3 separate regions of the Gossypium hirsutum genome follow, and regions 2 and 3 are each linked to region 1. A link is a contact called in public Hi-C data. All regions are on one chromosome and are shown on one strand. The core of a region is the stretch at or near the end of the contact, and the rest is flanking DNA. Distances in the headings are between cores, read along the strand shown.

Region 1 (4,838 bases), core at 1,183-3,682:
AGCATATTCATTATCTTCATACAACTTCTTGGAGGACCTAGGGACCTGAAAATGCATTGCTTTGTTACACAGAATGACTTCAACATACAATAATTAAGTTTAATAGCTACGAGTTTGCCGATACAATGAGTGAATACTACAATCAATATGAGAAATAGTTCTAGATAAGAAGCTAAAACCTATGCTACTCGGACTTGAGTGTGTGTCGGTCACAAGTATGTATAGGACATGGGTGTAATTAGATTTGTATTTGGAGAATCCTCGAAGATCATATCCTTGTGTTCATGTGTCGGACATGAGTATCGAACACAGGTGCTTCAAGAAGAATGAAGAGTCCAAGCATAGGCTAAAACAACCCTTATCATCAATAAAGCTACAAATTTAATCCCCAAAATAAAAACTCTATTTCTTGCATCACTAGCAATAAACAGGAATAACTGGTCCGCTTCACAATGTTCAACTCTTCCAGATTGGCATTGTGAAAAGAAAATCAGGGCCAAAAAACAGAATTGGCTGCGATACGACGTGCGATTGAAGAATTGTCACATGCAATCTAGCTAGGCAGATCTTGTGGCAACCTAGCATAAATTGCACATGACAATTCTTCAAGGCATGTCTTATTGCAGCCAATATTGTTTCTTGACCCTGATTTCCTGTTCCTTGACCTCTAATGTGTCTAACCATGGCTTAAAAGGCAAACCCAACTGTAAACACTAGAATCTAGTTAGGTTCTCATACCAAAATTGATGTCGTTTAGGGAGAAAACAACAGTAGTCAAAAGAAATAAGGCTGGAAAATGAGCTAGAAAGTTGGAACTCTAGAAAAGATAGGGAGTTTCTCACTTTTAATTTAAAGAAAATAATAAGCACAAAAATAATAAAGTTATTGGCTGTAAAGCTTACTGCTTATATATACTAGGTTTCTTGCATGTAAAGTTACTAAGCTTTCTTGTAAATAAAACTTTATTCGTAGCCCTAGATTTAAATTCTAAAAAAAACTAACAATCCTAGCCGTCTGTCATATGTTAATGAAAAATAAATAAATATATAATATAGTAATAAATAAATAAAAAGCTCCGGCACCACAGATGTTTCAAAAATATCACAAGAATAACTGCTCTGGCAGGTAGCATTTTATATAGCAAGTGGCTATGAATTGACGGCTAGAGTTAGCACTTTGAGCCAAGAATGATATTGCTTTACCACATAGGTAGTCAATGTTTCGTAACTTGATAGCCAATCCTTCTGAGAATACTTAGGAACAACTGCAAGGAGAGTCACCAGGTGTTCCGAAGTAATGATATCCTCTGGCTTCACTAGATTAGATAGATCACGAACAGCCAAGCTAAAATAGGCAGAAATAAATCAGCTATTAAACTAAAACATTCTGGCATATGCAACAATCAAGTGAAGCAGTAGTCACACCTTCCACTTTGCTTTCGGTTGATGGCATTAAGCTGCCCGCGCACATTGTTATACTCAGCAACACGAACCTAACATAATAAACAACACTTTAAAGCCCAAATTCCCATTCAACCTATTCGAGTAAAAAACCAACATGCATTATAAATAAGAAAATCCAGAAAAGGAATCACTACCTTGAGATCATCCTCAATCTTTGCCACTTGAGTGTGAATACCATCAACAATTTCCCTCAAAGGGGACATAATTGGGTACTTTGCTTCATCCCAAACAAACCTGCCATCAAATCACCAAAACCAAGTTGAATTGAAACCCATCATCCATAATACCCTATCAGATTTTTAACGAATGCCACATCCATTTATTGAAGTTAGGAAAATTTTTACCTGGTTAGATAAGAATCAACGGGCACTCCATCAACAGTGAGAGCATTGGTTTCCAAGCCAGATACCCTCTCCAGTTCCTCGATCTGCCTCCTGATCTTGTGGGAAACTCCTTCGATAAAGGTATTTGACTGCACATACATCGAAATCACCAAAAGAAAAGGAGGAAATAAAAGATTAAAACTCAAAACCAAATCAAGAGTGTCTAAATCAGAAGTTGATAAAAATTAATCTGAGGGCTTCGGTGTAATCATTAGAAAAAGAACAGATCTAAGGTAGACAAGAATTCGGTGAAGAAAAAGCAGAAAGAAAATAAATTGAGGAAGAATTGAATGAGTAAAAAGAGGGAAATTACTTTCAAGAGATCATCACTGAGAGCGAGTAGGGAATCAAGAGTTCCAACACGGAGATTGGGTATATTGAACTGCAATCAAAAGAGAAGGATTAGGAAATCAGATCTAATTGGGGGAGAGAGGAACAGAAAAGAAACAAGATAGATAGATACTCGGTAGAGAGGAGTGTCGAAGGAATGCTTGGAGATTTGATCCTGTAAGTTATTCCAAAGAGTGGAGGCTGAGCTCTGAACCGGAAGAGACACCACCCAGTATCTGCTCGCCATTGATGACACAAAGGTAAAATAATACAAAACAGAGAAACACAAAGACAGAGATTGAGGTCCAAAGGTTGCTTCTCGTGGCTACGGCAATAATAGGCCAACGTAAGGAAGTATCATAAAATCCACTATTATTTCCACTTCCACTTCCACTTTATCTCTCTTTTTTTCTTTTTTCTTTCCTCTTATTTTATTACGATAAAAAACCTATTTCTATTATTCAAAATACTTTTCAAAATTCAATTTAAGTCCCTCTCATCTTTTTACGAAACAAATATATTAATTAAAATATTAACTGTTGACATGGCCATTAAAACTCACTTAATTCACATCCACACCGATTCAAAATTTAGAAGAAAATAAAAAATCAAAATAATATTTTTAAAAGAGAATTCAAGTTATGATTGTCATGTTCATTCATCTATTTGTCTAAAATAATTTTAAAATTATAAAAAGAAAAGAAAATATTAAATTTAGTAAAAATTATAGAAAAAAATAAGGGTAAACTACAAAAATAGTCACCCCGCTATGCCTTTAGTTCTATTTTGGTCACCCAACTATTATTATTTTTTGATATAGTCATTTAACTTTTTGAAATTAAATATTTTAGTCACTCTTCATGATATGAGTGATGACGCCTTCTTTTTATTAGTTTAATAATAATTTATTCTTTAATATTTACACGTTCTAATAATTTAATCTTAAATTTAAAAAATTCAATCAACTCACCCATCAGTTAAAAAAGATTATCATTTTAATTCAAATTTTAAAATTCAATATAACTCTAATTGAAGAGGAAAATATTTTTAAAAAAAAAAAAAACTTCTATATCACCAAAAGGAAGATTCCGACAAAAATGTTGACTACCATTAATAAAAAAACATTATGATAATCAAACTAGAAAACCCAAATCTCATCTCCAAAAAGGAAGGTTAGAAGAAAACTAAAACCATAAAACTCTATTTAACTTTATGAACTATATTTTGTTGCTTTCCTTCATAATCATGAGTTTTTGCCTTCTTACCTTCAAGGTCTTGATCCACCACCATTGTTTACACTTTTTTCAAAATTCATTCTGTAAACTATAAACAACTTTATTGATTGTTTTTAAAATATTTTTTTAACTTTTAGAATTAGAATTAAATCAGTAAATTTTATAGATGTTAAAAGATTAAATTTGTTGAATTTTGTAAATTTAGGATCTAATTGATAGAATTTGTAAATATTGAAGGGCTAAATTTATTATTTGGCCAATAAAAAAGGCAACTAAAATATTTAATTTCAAAGAGTTGAGTGACTAAATTGAAAAAATTAATAGTTGAGTGATCAAAATAGAACTAAGGGCATAGTTGAATGACTACTTTTGTAGATTACTCAAAATATAAAAATATCATTATTGAGAAATGCTGGTGGAGGAAAACACCAAATATAAGGCAGCAATATTAATTAATGAAATGATAGATTAAAGCATCAATGCCTTCAACAATTTTCACACCAAACTACCAGAATCCTTTCAGACAAATCAAAATCCAGGACTGGTTGAGACAAAAACAAAAGCCCGTGTGTTTTTCTTTTTAAACAAAAATTAATAATTTTAGGAAATTCATTTTTTAAGGTGATTTTAAATTTGAATTTTAAAATATTTTTTTAAAAATTTTGAAATTTTTTATTTTGAGTACGACATTAACAATTAATATTGACATGAATTGACACATTATCATATGTTTTCCGACTCAACGACCTTTAACGACCATATCAGTATTGCTATTATTTCTAAAGGTTAACGTTGGCAAAAGGATTTCACTTATCAAAATTATCAGTTCAGGAGTTTAATTTGGTGTAAATTTTATATATTATATATATTCACACTACAAACCAGTGCAGTGCAACAAAAATAAGCAAAACGCTCATTTGTTATCCCCAAAAAGAAAAAAGAAAAAAAAACTAAAAGGCTCACACACTTATTCATTTGTTATCCCCTATCCTCAGAAGCATTGCCTTCACAAATGACATGTCATTAGAGATTTCATGTTTCGAGTGCTGGTCTTGAATGTCCTACTGATGGTTGAGGTCCTACATTTGTTACGGATTCTCCATAGCTCATGTGAGCAGCATCGTGTAGCTTATATTTCGACCCATAGCTTGTGTGAGTAGGCCCATTTCACAGATCGTGTGAGCATTGATGTAAAGGAAATGTTATGGTTATATGTAAAGGTACACTTCGTGTTAGCTTTCTCGTGTATCCGATGTAATTCTAGATGGTTCAATGTGCAAGAAAAGGGAACAAAATGGTAAGTATGCAAATAGATTGAATTATGACTTAATGAAAGGATTGATGAACTAAATGATGTTGTATACATGGAAATTTACATATTTTATGATTGATTTCATTTATGTTATGGATAGACATACTAACTTGTG
Region 2 (4,268 bases), core at 408-2,907, 140 kb after region 1:
TTGAATAGCTATAATACATTGATTACTGTTATTCCACGCAAAACTTACCCAGTCAAACTTCTTCTCAGGAGGTCTTTCTGCAAGAACATCTAACGGCAAGATTGGAGTTGAATATGCCTCCTAAAAAGACACAACAAATTAGAGCATCAAAGCTTTTCCTTTCTCCACATTTTCTTTTCTTTCCCCTTAAAATTTAAGGAAAATACACTCAGTTTTGATCTCAAACCTGCAAAGCAGCCTTTGTGGGAATGCGGAAAGTAATTACTGCCGGGGCACCATAGAACATTCCTTGCTTTTTGGCCTCTAGTTCAAATGAATGAGATAGAAGACCACCACTGCAGATAGCAAAGTTCTGCATTTTTATTAATCCAATCTAGGAATAACATATTAATAGAATTAAACAAAAGCAAAACTCACGCATCAAGTCTTTCCCATGACCGTGAAGTGTTGCCACTGACAATATCAAACATATCTTGAGGCCAGCTATCATCGAGGAGACTCACATCATATGCTGTCCTGAATCATTTTTTTCCCCAGAAAGATTATTCCTCAAGTAAGATAATATCCCGAAAACACAGAAGTGCAAGACAAATCTAGAAAAATTCACTTGTGAATTCGAAAAAACATCAAAAGAGGAAGAAATATACAAGGCTTCATACTACCACTGTAGAAGTTTCCAAAAATTTCAGCAATATTATTCAAGCATTATATTGGATCGTATAGAAAAACCAATCTCCAATTAGAATTGATGATCAAAGAGGTTAGATCAGGCTTTGCATGAATAATAAGAAGAAGAATAATTGAAAAACCATGAAATATGCAAAACCTTAGAGCAGAGAAAGTTATAAGCAAAAGAAAAAAAAGAAAAAAGCGTGCATATGTATATTCTCTAATCGCAAGGTTAAAAAGGAATGAAATTCCTATTAAAAGGATCGGATTTACAATTTCATTCCATTTCTCTCAGATCCAAATAACTGAAGAAAAAAAATGAAATTCGCTTCAAATCCACATATTTTCTCTTGAATCACCTCAAAAGAAAATGTGATCACTCTCATATTCAAATCAGCTACTTATCACGCAAAGCTTAAAAAGGAAATCGAAAGCTAAATAAAATAAAAATAAAAAAACAGCTCGAATTCAACTCAAAATTGAGGATGGATTCAAAATTTAGAAATTTCATCTCGAAGGAAAAATCATAGCTAAATCTGGATTGAAGTAAAGGGAAAGAAAAAGGAAAGAGAAACGCACGAGAAGCCTTGATTGTAGATGTCGATGGAGACAGAAACGCGTTCTGAACCTGATTTGAGTCTGGTCAACGATGCCTTCTTGTGAGCGACGATGAATGGGGCATCGCCTGTGGCGGTGGCTACTGATGCAAAGAAAATAAGAATCAATGCCTTCATCAGCGAATTTCTGATAAGCCTTGCCATAAGTGTGGCGTAGCTGATTTTTCTTTCTCCTGGTCTTTTAATTAGAATTTGAAATGGTGCTGAAGCGTTGAATAAACAAACAATGAGTAGGGTTCATGATATTGATATCGAGCTTACCAGGGACAACAAATCTGGTTCCTCTGGCGTACGTCACGACGTCGTTTCCCGTTTCATGATATTGAGTTGATCTTTTCAGTACTGTTTTATTTATTTTATTTCATTTACATTATATTTTATTTTACATGATATACTGTTATAAGTAGGATTTAAATATTAACATTCACTTTTTTTTTTACAATAAAATCTAAAATATAGATAATAAATTACATAAGGTATTAATAAAGATTAAATAATATTTATATTCACAAATATAAAATTTTAGCACTTTATTGTAATTATTATTTATAGTTTTAAAACTATTTTAATTTACATATTAATTCATCATTTACTTAATGCATTAAATAAAAAATGTTATTAATAAAATATTATTAAAGAACAAGTACAACCAATCGATTCATTCCACCTCCTACCGCCTTTGCTAAGCAATCAACAACCTTGTTACTTTCCTTTAAGACATGCTGAAGCTTAACTTGCCATTCTCTATTACACCACTCATGAACCAGCCAGACTTCCATTGTATTATTGTTTGCTACAAAGCCATTTATAATAATATCAATAAATAGGGTATTGTCACTTTCCACCTCAACCTGCTTGAAACCCCTCATCCATGTTAGCTTCAAGCCTTTTAGGATATCTTGAGTTTCGATTTTTAAGCTATCAGCCACACCTGTTACTAGTTCAAAACCCACCAACCACCCTCCGCTTGGTCCTCTGAATGCTGCTCCTATTGCCACCCTTGGTTTGCTTGTCAACATCAAGCCATCAATATTAATCATGACCTATCCCAGCTTAGGCCTTTGCCAACTATTTTTTTTCCTTTACTTGCATAACATTTGCTCCATATTGCCATTGTTTCCGAACGATCTTGCCCATGTCATAGCCGAAGCTATTAAATTCTAATTACTCTCGCTAGCATTGTTGAAGATAAAGTCATTATGGTTTTTCCAAAAGAACTAAGAGACTATTGCAAAAAATGTTGACCATTCGCCTCTATGAATTTTAATTCCTCTTTATTCGTGATATTCCAGTGAATCCATCTCTTAAGTGTTAAACTAAAGAAAAATTTCCAATTTTTCCTAGGAACCATTGTTTTCCAAATAGACTGAATAAAATCGTAGTCCCTCACCACATGAATTGTCGTTTCCACAGACCAACCATATTGTTTGCAAAAGGGAGTCAATGTCATACCTCTCCTTATACGTTCCTCGTTAGTTAAAAGTCTATTTCGAATAAACAGCCATAGAAAAAATCACACATTTTGAGGCGCCACAGCTCTCTAAATTAATCTATCATACCCAAACTCCTTGGTCCATTAGTCCTAAAAAGATACTTATATGTTTTTGCAAAGGAGAACTTCCTTGACGAAATCCACTGCCAAGAGATTTAATTAGAACCCAACTCCTTCAAAATTGTGTTGCAAGGACATATTCGGACAATAATATCTCTTGGTAGCATCGTAGATAACCATTCTGTATTCTATTCTCCTTCTAATGTCACTAGGTCACACACGCAAAGAGTTTCATCCAGGGGTTCATTACCAATATACTGTAGCTTTAACGGCCCCGAATCCCTTAACCAAGTATCATTCCAAAAATTTACCAAGCTACTATCATGGATAGTCCAAATGACGCCCTGTTTAACCTCATTCCAAACACTCGTAATTGATGGCCATATGAATGAACAGTTGCTTCAACATATACCCTTCGAGATGATTCCATGAACATTGTATTTATTACGTAGAACATGAACCCACAACTCCTCCGTGTTAGTGACCAAATTAAACCACAACTTCAAAAGAAAGAGATTGTTTTGGTCTTGCAACTTTTGAATCCCTAAGCCTCCATTCAGCATCATCATACAACAATCTTTCCCGCAAGTTAGCTTTTCAACTTCATTGTAGATCATGATTAGAATTTGCGTCGTAGCCATAAAATAATTATGAATCATAAGTAACACTAACTTTACCAATGTGAGACGGCCAAAAAGTGACAACTTAATAACATCCCACCTATTTAGCCGATTCTAAATTTTATTCAAAATAAATTGAAAAGTAATAGTCCCCACTTTGTTGTGAAAAAATGGCATACCAAGATATTTCCCCAAGTCATTAACTCTAGAGAAACCTAGCTTTCCACATATAACTGTTACTACTTCCTCAGACACATTGTAAGAGAAAAATAATTGAGTCTTTTGTCTATTAACTTTGTCGCCAGGGAAAAATAGAATTAATCTCGAACATGCTTTAGACAATCCGCTCCATTTCATTGGCTCTGCAAAAAAGCATTAGATCATCAGCATAAAATAGATGGACACACCTAGTTCTCTACATGATAGCATTAACAGTTCCTATCTTCCTTCTTCAATAGCTAATTCAATCAAGTGACCCAATCGTTCCATGCCAAGTACAAAAAGCTATGGAAAGAGCGGATCTCCCTGTCACACCACTCTAGTTGGCTTGAAACTCTTTGAAAGGGATCCATTCCAAAGCAATTACATTGCCAATGAAGAAGCACACTACATGATCATTATAACAAACAATTTTGGAAGCCTAGCATCACCAACAGAGTGTCATTTAAAAACTCCCATCGCACCCTATCATAAGCCTTCTCAAGATCTACCTTGATTGCCATTCAACCCTTTTTTCCCTTAGTATTCTTTATGGTGTGAGCCGCTTCCTGGGAAATGGTAATGTTTCGCAACAAAATGAAACTTGATTGA
Region 3 (4,689 bases), core at 148-2,647, 160 kb after region 1:
TCCATCATCTTCTTTCGAATCTAGTATTTATTACTTTCTTCTTTAAGCATCTTTTCTCTGTTGAGGCTATCTGTCCACACTATTTGACATTTGCAGATACTTGAGAATTGTAAAATAATGAGTTACACATAGGAGCTTTGCCATGGCACTGGCTTCACCTGACTACTTCTGCCACCGTACCATGGCACTAGCTCCGCCAATTTACCTTTGTTAGAGCCACCATTTCTTCAAAATAAGGAAAATACGCAAGTCACTCCGACAAAACAACTACCTACATATCTATAACTTGTACGGTGTCATATTCTCACCTAACAATGATATTCGAAGGGATCACGTGTTCCACTCTAGATAAGCCCTCTTTCACCTTAAGAAAGACAGGTTCATCTACTCTCAATCGTCTTCTCCATATGCTCCCCAAAGCCTCTAACTCTCACCTCATAAATTCTTTAGGTCTGCACCCAACAAGTTGAATTGTCTCTTATCACCATCACAATTTTCTCCATGCCACTTCCTTGTATCAATACTAAGTGCATAGCCAATGGGGGGCAAACAATGCCTTTGACCCCCTTGACTAAATAGCTAAATTATTTTTTTTTTCAAAACTAAAAGATTGATTTTAACTTTTGATTAAATAAAAAATATTTTAATTTTAATTTTTTGAAAATTAATAATTTAATTTAATCATTTTTAATAAAACATTTTCTAATTTTATTATTGTCAAATTTTAGAACATTATCTCGTTCAACTGACTGACTTTACTTTCATGAGCGTCATACATAAAGGTGTCCAAATAGTTAACCGTTCAATTAACCAAATTAAACTAGTATTAACCGAATTAATTGAATTTTTAATTATTTACCTGTTAATCAAACCAAAATTTTTTTAAAAAAATTTACCGAACCGAAATTTATATATTTTTATTTTATTTTTGGGTAAAACAAGTATAAAATATATAAAAAATAAATTAATATTATTCATTTGACCGAATTATACAAATTAACTAAATAAAAATTATATATAATTTATATTATTAATTATTAAGTTCGATTAATTACTCAATTTCAAACTGAACTAATCAATATCGAACTTCCAAATAACTATTAATTAATCTTCAACAGTATTAAATTAATTAATTTACCGATTGAATTAAATTAATTTTATGTGTCTAAATTTTAATCATACGACAAGTGTTGAACCTACACTGATGGCCCAAGAAAGAGGTTTTGATCTCATCCGAAAGCCAATTTGGCATCAAACATGGGGAGGGACACTTTCAGGCCAGCTAAGCAGAAAAAGTGATGATATTTATCGAAAGTGGACCCCCACTTGTCACCCTATCCTTCCCTCCTCCCATGCTTATCATGTTATTGCTATTTATATAAATACCATTTTACTTTAAAGAATCTTTATCCGTACACTAAAGGATACTCTGTGCCCTTAGCTCTACTTCTCACACTTTTCACTTTTATTATCTACTCCTCACGTTTTCCTTGTTTCTTCAAAATTCCAAGATCTCAACTTTTCCTTCAAAAGCTGCATTTTGTATTAACTAATGATGATGAGTAGGGTTCCGAAACCAAAGCCAAGAAGATCTACCATGTCCTTATGTCACTTCTGCAAATCAAAGCCGGCTGTTCTGTATTGCAGCGCTGACTCTGCAAGGCTCTGTTTGTTCTGTGACCAACAGGTCCACTCCGCCAATGCCCTCTCTCTTAAGCATGTTCGTTCACAGATCTGTGACGGCTGCAAAGCCAAACCAGCTTCTTTTCTTTGCTCCATCGATAACCTTATGCTCTGCCATGACTGTGATTGGAGCTCACATAGCAACAACAACAGCAGCAGCAGCAGCAGCAGCTCCTGTGTTTCGGCCATGCACGAGCGTGCTCCTGTTGAAGGTTTTTCAGGTCGTCCTTCGGTGGTTGAACTTGCTTCTCTTTTTGGTTTTGACTTAAAGCCAAAAGATTTGATGAACTTGATCCCTGGGTTTTCTTTATACGAGCGAGAACTAATGAATCTGGAAGATTTTATGGTCCCTGACGAAGAGAATTCTTGTGTTTCCTCTGCTTTGATTAGCTCTGTTAAGCTGGACCATGAGGTGTATAGGCAACTGGTTGATATGGGGAAGAGGGGTTTGGTGAGAGGAAGTGGTGATGGGGCTGAATTGGGACCAGGGACACCGCCTATTACAAGTGCTGAGCAAGAGAATTTTGCCAGTTTTGAAGTGGAAAATGGGTATGATGAAGAACAACTGCAGCAGCAAACCCCATTCACCTCTTTGCTAACGTTTCAAAGCGATGATGTCTTGAGACAAAATGATTATGTTGCTGAAGGAGAGCTTGTGTGGGACTGTAAGTCTTCTTATTTACCTTCCCAGGTATGTATCAAATATACATTATTTCACTAATTTAATCAAATTACCTACTTCCTTTTTTAAGTAAAGTTGATTTTTGTGTTGTACATGATATTTTTATGCAAGTTGCTAAAAGGAATAAATCTCACATTAAACCACCAATAATGCCAATTTATCAAGATTGTCTCTGTCATTTACTAATTACTGTTGTTTGTGTAGTTTTATAGTCTTTCTCAGCTGTTTTTTTTTTCAATCTGTGCTATTTTTAAGTGATTTTTTGTATGTATATCACAGTATTTTGAGGTCATACTTGATCTTATAGGCTAACCAATCTTATTAATACCAAGGATCCTGGCCTTGATTTGATTGGCTCTTTGTGATCATGCTGTGCCGCTAAAGTTGAATTGCATTGCTCAGTCAGCTCAGCAGCTAAAGGGGTTCCACATTATGAATTAATAAATGCTGATTTGACCTGGCCACTTTCAATGGTCGATATTAAACTTTTACCCTAATATTACTTTCATAGGCAGTAGCATCTTCATGCATAATGAAACTTATGAACCTTAATAATTTGCAGATTCACAGTAAAAAAAAAAAAGACAAAACCTTTATGTTCAAGCATGTTTAACGTGCGTGGTAATCATCAAAATCATTCTTTGTCACAAACTCAAGTGACACGTGTCTTTTCAGATATGGGATTTTCAATCAGAAAGGTCAAAAGATTGTGAAGAATCTGGTGCAGAAGATGCAGGTTTTGTTAAGGGATGGTCCTTTTTTAGAAATGTAAGTTGTTCTTAGTAATGTTTAACTTTGTTGATAAGGTTCATAATTGTCATCTGAACCATATGATATGTTATATTACTTGCCTCTGTGTTTTGTATTGCTTCAACTTTGGAAACTGTTGTATAGATCTAATGGCTGATTATGAACACTGCAGAATACCTGCAATGAAGCATTCTCGAGCTACAAACCGACAACCGAAGAGAGCAACAATGTGGTTGAGAGTCTTGAGACCCCAATATGTGATAGCACCAGATATGTCCAAGTGATGGAGCATCCTATTGTAGGCGGTAGTGAGGTAATGAATTATGAGGCAAAACCAAACGTTGACATAGAACCTTTGGCACAAAATAGAGACAATGCCATGTTACGCTACAAGGAGAAGAAGAAACATAGAAGGTAGAGTAGGACCAGGTCTTTTTACTTTGGTATTATTTTCTTTTATATTTCAATTGATGTGGTAAAACATAACATGGACAGATATGATAAGCAAATACGCTATGAGTCGAGGAAGACCAGGGCTGATACCAGAAAGAGATTCAAAGGTCGGTTTGTGAAGGCAAGTGAAGCACCAGATGTTAGAGTGTAACGCCTCCTTTTTTCTGTCTGTATATATGTATTCCCCTCGTAAAACATCAGCTTTCATAATTTATGGAATTTCTATTGCTGTAAGTTAAAATTTGTATGGAATCGCAGAGCTTTTTCTGGCTTGCATGGTCCTATATATTAACAGGGTAGTAATTAGTTATCAAAAAGCTTAAAAAATGTAGATACTTGTTTTTTTTTGTTATTAACGGTCTAATCAATAGTAGTTCCGCAAAATATTATTCCTTGCATGAGTATCTTTGGGAGCGACCTAGTTGGGAACAACTCCATGTTAGGAACCGACTTTACTTTCTTGGAATAACCTTGGAAGATTAGCAGGATTCCTAAATTATTTCAGTTTTGGGATGTCGTGGAGAGCATAACTTGGAAGCTCAAATATAGAAACTATTAATGAACATACGTTAATATGTTTTCTCCTTATTTCTTTAATGAACAACCGTTGCACTGACACTTAAAAGGCCTTTCTTGCTAAAGTACTTCAAGTGGGTGCAACTTTCATTAATGTTGTTATACTTATTGTCTATTTAAGTTACTTTCTATTTTCTAATGTACAAGTAACCAATTTCAATCCCACTTCTTACCATTTTAGCACATTTATGCCTACCTTCTCTTCATAACTTCCTTTTTCAAGGCTTATAAATTGAAGTTTGAGTCTCGTTTGATGAGAGACTTTTGAAAAACTAACCATTCTAAAATTCTCTCAACAACTTTCTCTCTACAATCATAACAACCACTATAGCTTTGATTTTTCTCAACCCCTTATTGTGTCCATCACTGCCTACCTATGCACTTGTTTTCCAAAGCCTACTCCGATCTGTTGCTCTGCCATTTCTACATGATATCTCACTTTGTTAGATTGTAATGTCACCTCACCTTACCAAAAGAACTCTACATTTTGACAACTCCACATGGAAGGAGCAATTACATTTCGTGAAACGCCTACTATTCTTTAT

The links. A called contact is a pair of places that touch in the nucleus more often than the background predicts.
Region 2: a contact with region 1 is called in a Hi-C map of hypocotyl, with 4 times the contacts expected there. The contact joins the promoter of LOC107948505 here to the promoter of LOC107948506 in region 1. A contact is called at or near these places in 9 of 34 Hi-C or Micro-C datasets (hypocotyl, leaf and seedling).
Region 3: a Hi-C map of leaf shows a contact between it and region 1, with 2.0 times the contacts expected there. The contact joins the promoter of LOC107948504 here to the promoter of LOC107948506 in region 1. A contact is called at or near these places in 5 of 34 Hi-C or Micro-C datasets (callus and leaf).

Annotation. Positions count from the first base shown.
Region 1 is chrA05:82,420,667-82,425,504 of Gossypium_hirsutum_v2.1, forward strand. LOC107948506 (V-type proton ATPase subunit C-like) reads right to left here and starts at 2,433. Exons shown (of 11, transcript NM_001327547.1): 1 at 2,310-2,433; 2 at 2,160-2,228; 3 at 1,808-1,935; 4 at 1,598-1,697; 5 at 1,425-1,492; 6 at 1,203-1,344; 7 at 1-45. The coding sequence starts at 2,423.
Region 2 is chrA05:82,564,100-82,568,367 of Gossypium_hirsutum_v2.1, forward strand. LOC107948505 (translocon-associated protein subunit beta) reads right to left here and starts at 1,658. Exons shown (of 6, transcript XM_016883078.2): 1 at 1,249-1,658; 2 at 418-516; 3 at 227-335; 4 at 49-120. The coding sequence starts at 1,430. It overlaps LOC107947879, which reads right to left and starts at 2,326. Exons shown (of 1, transcript XM_016882386.1): 1 at 1,919-2,326. The coding sequence starts at 2,326. The coding sequence ends at 1,919.
Region 3 is chrA05:82,582,693-82,587,381 of Gossypium_hirsutum_v2.1, forward strand. It overlaps LOC107948504 (zinc finger protein CONSTANS-LIKE 14), which reads left to right and starts at 1,398. Exons shown (of 4, transcript XM_016883077.2): 1 at 1,398-2,374; 2 at 3,041-3,133; 3 at 3,288-3,529; 4 at 3,611-3,840. The coding sequence starts at 1,553. The coding sequence ends at 3,719.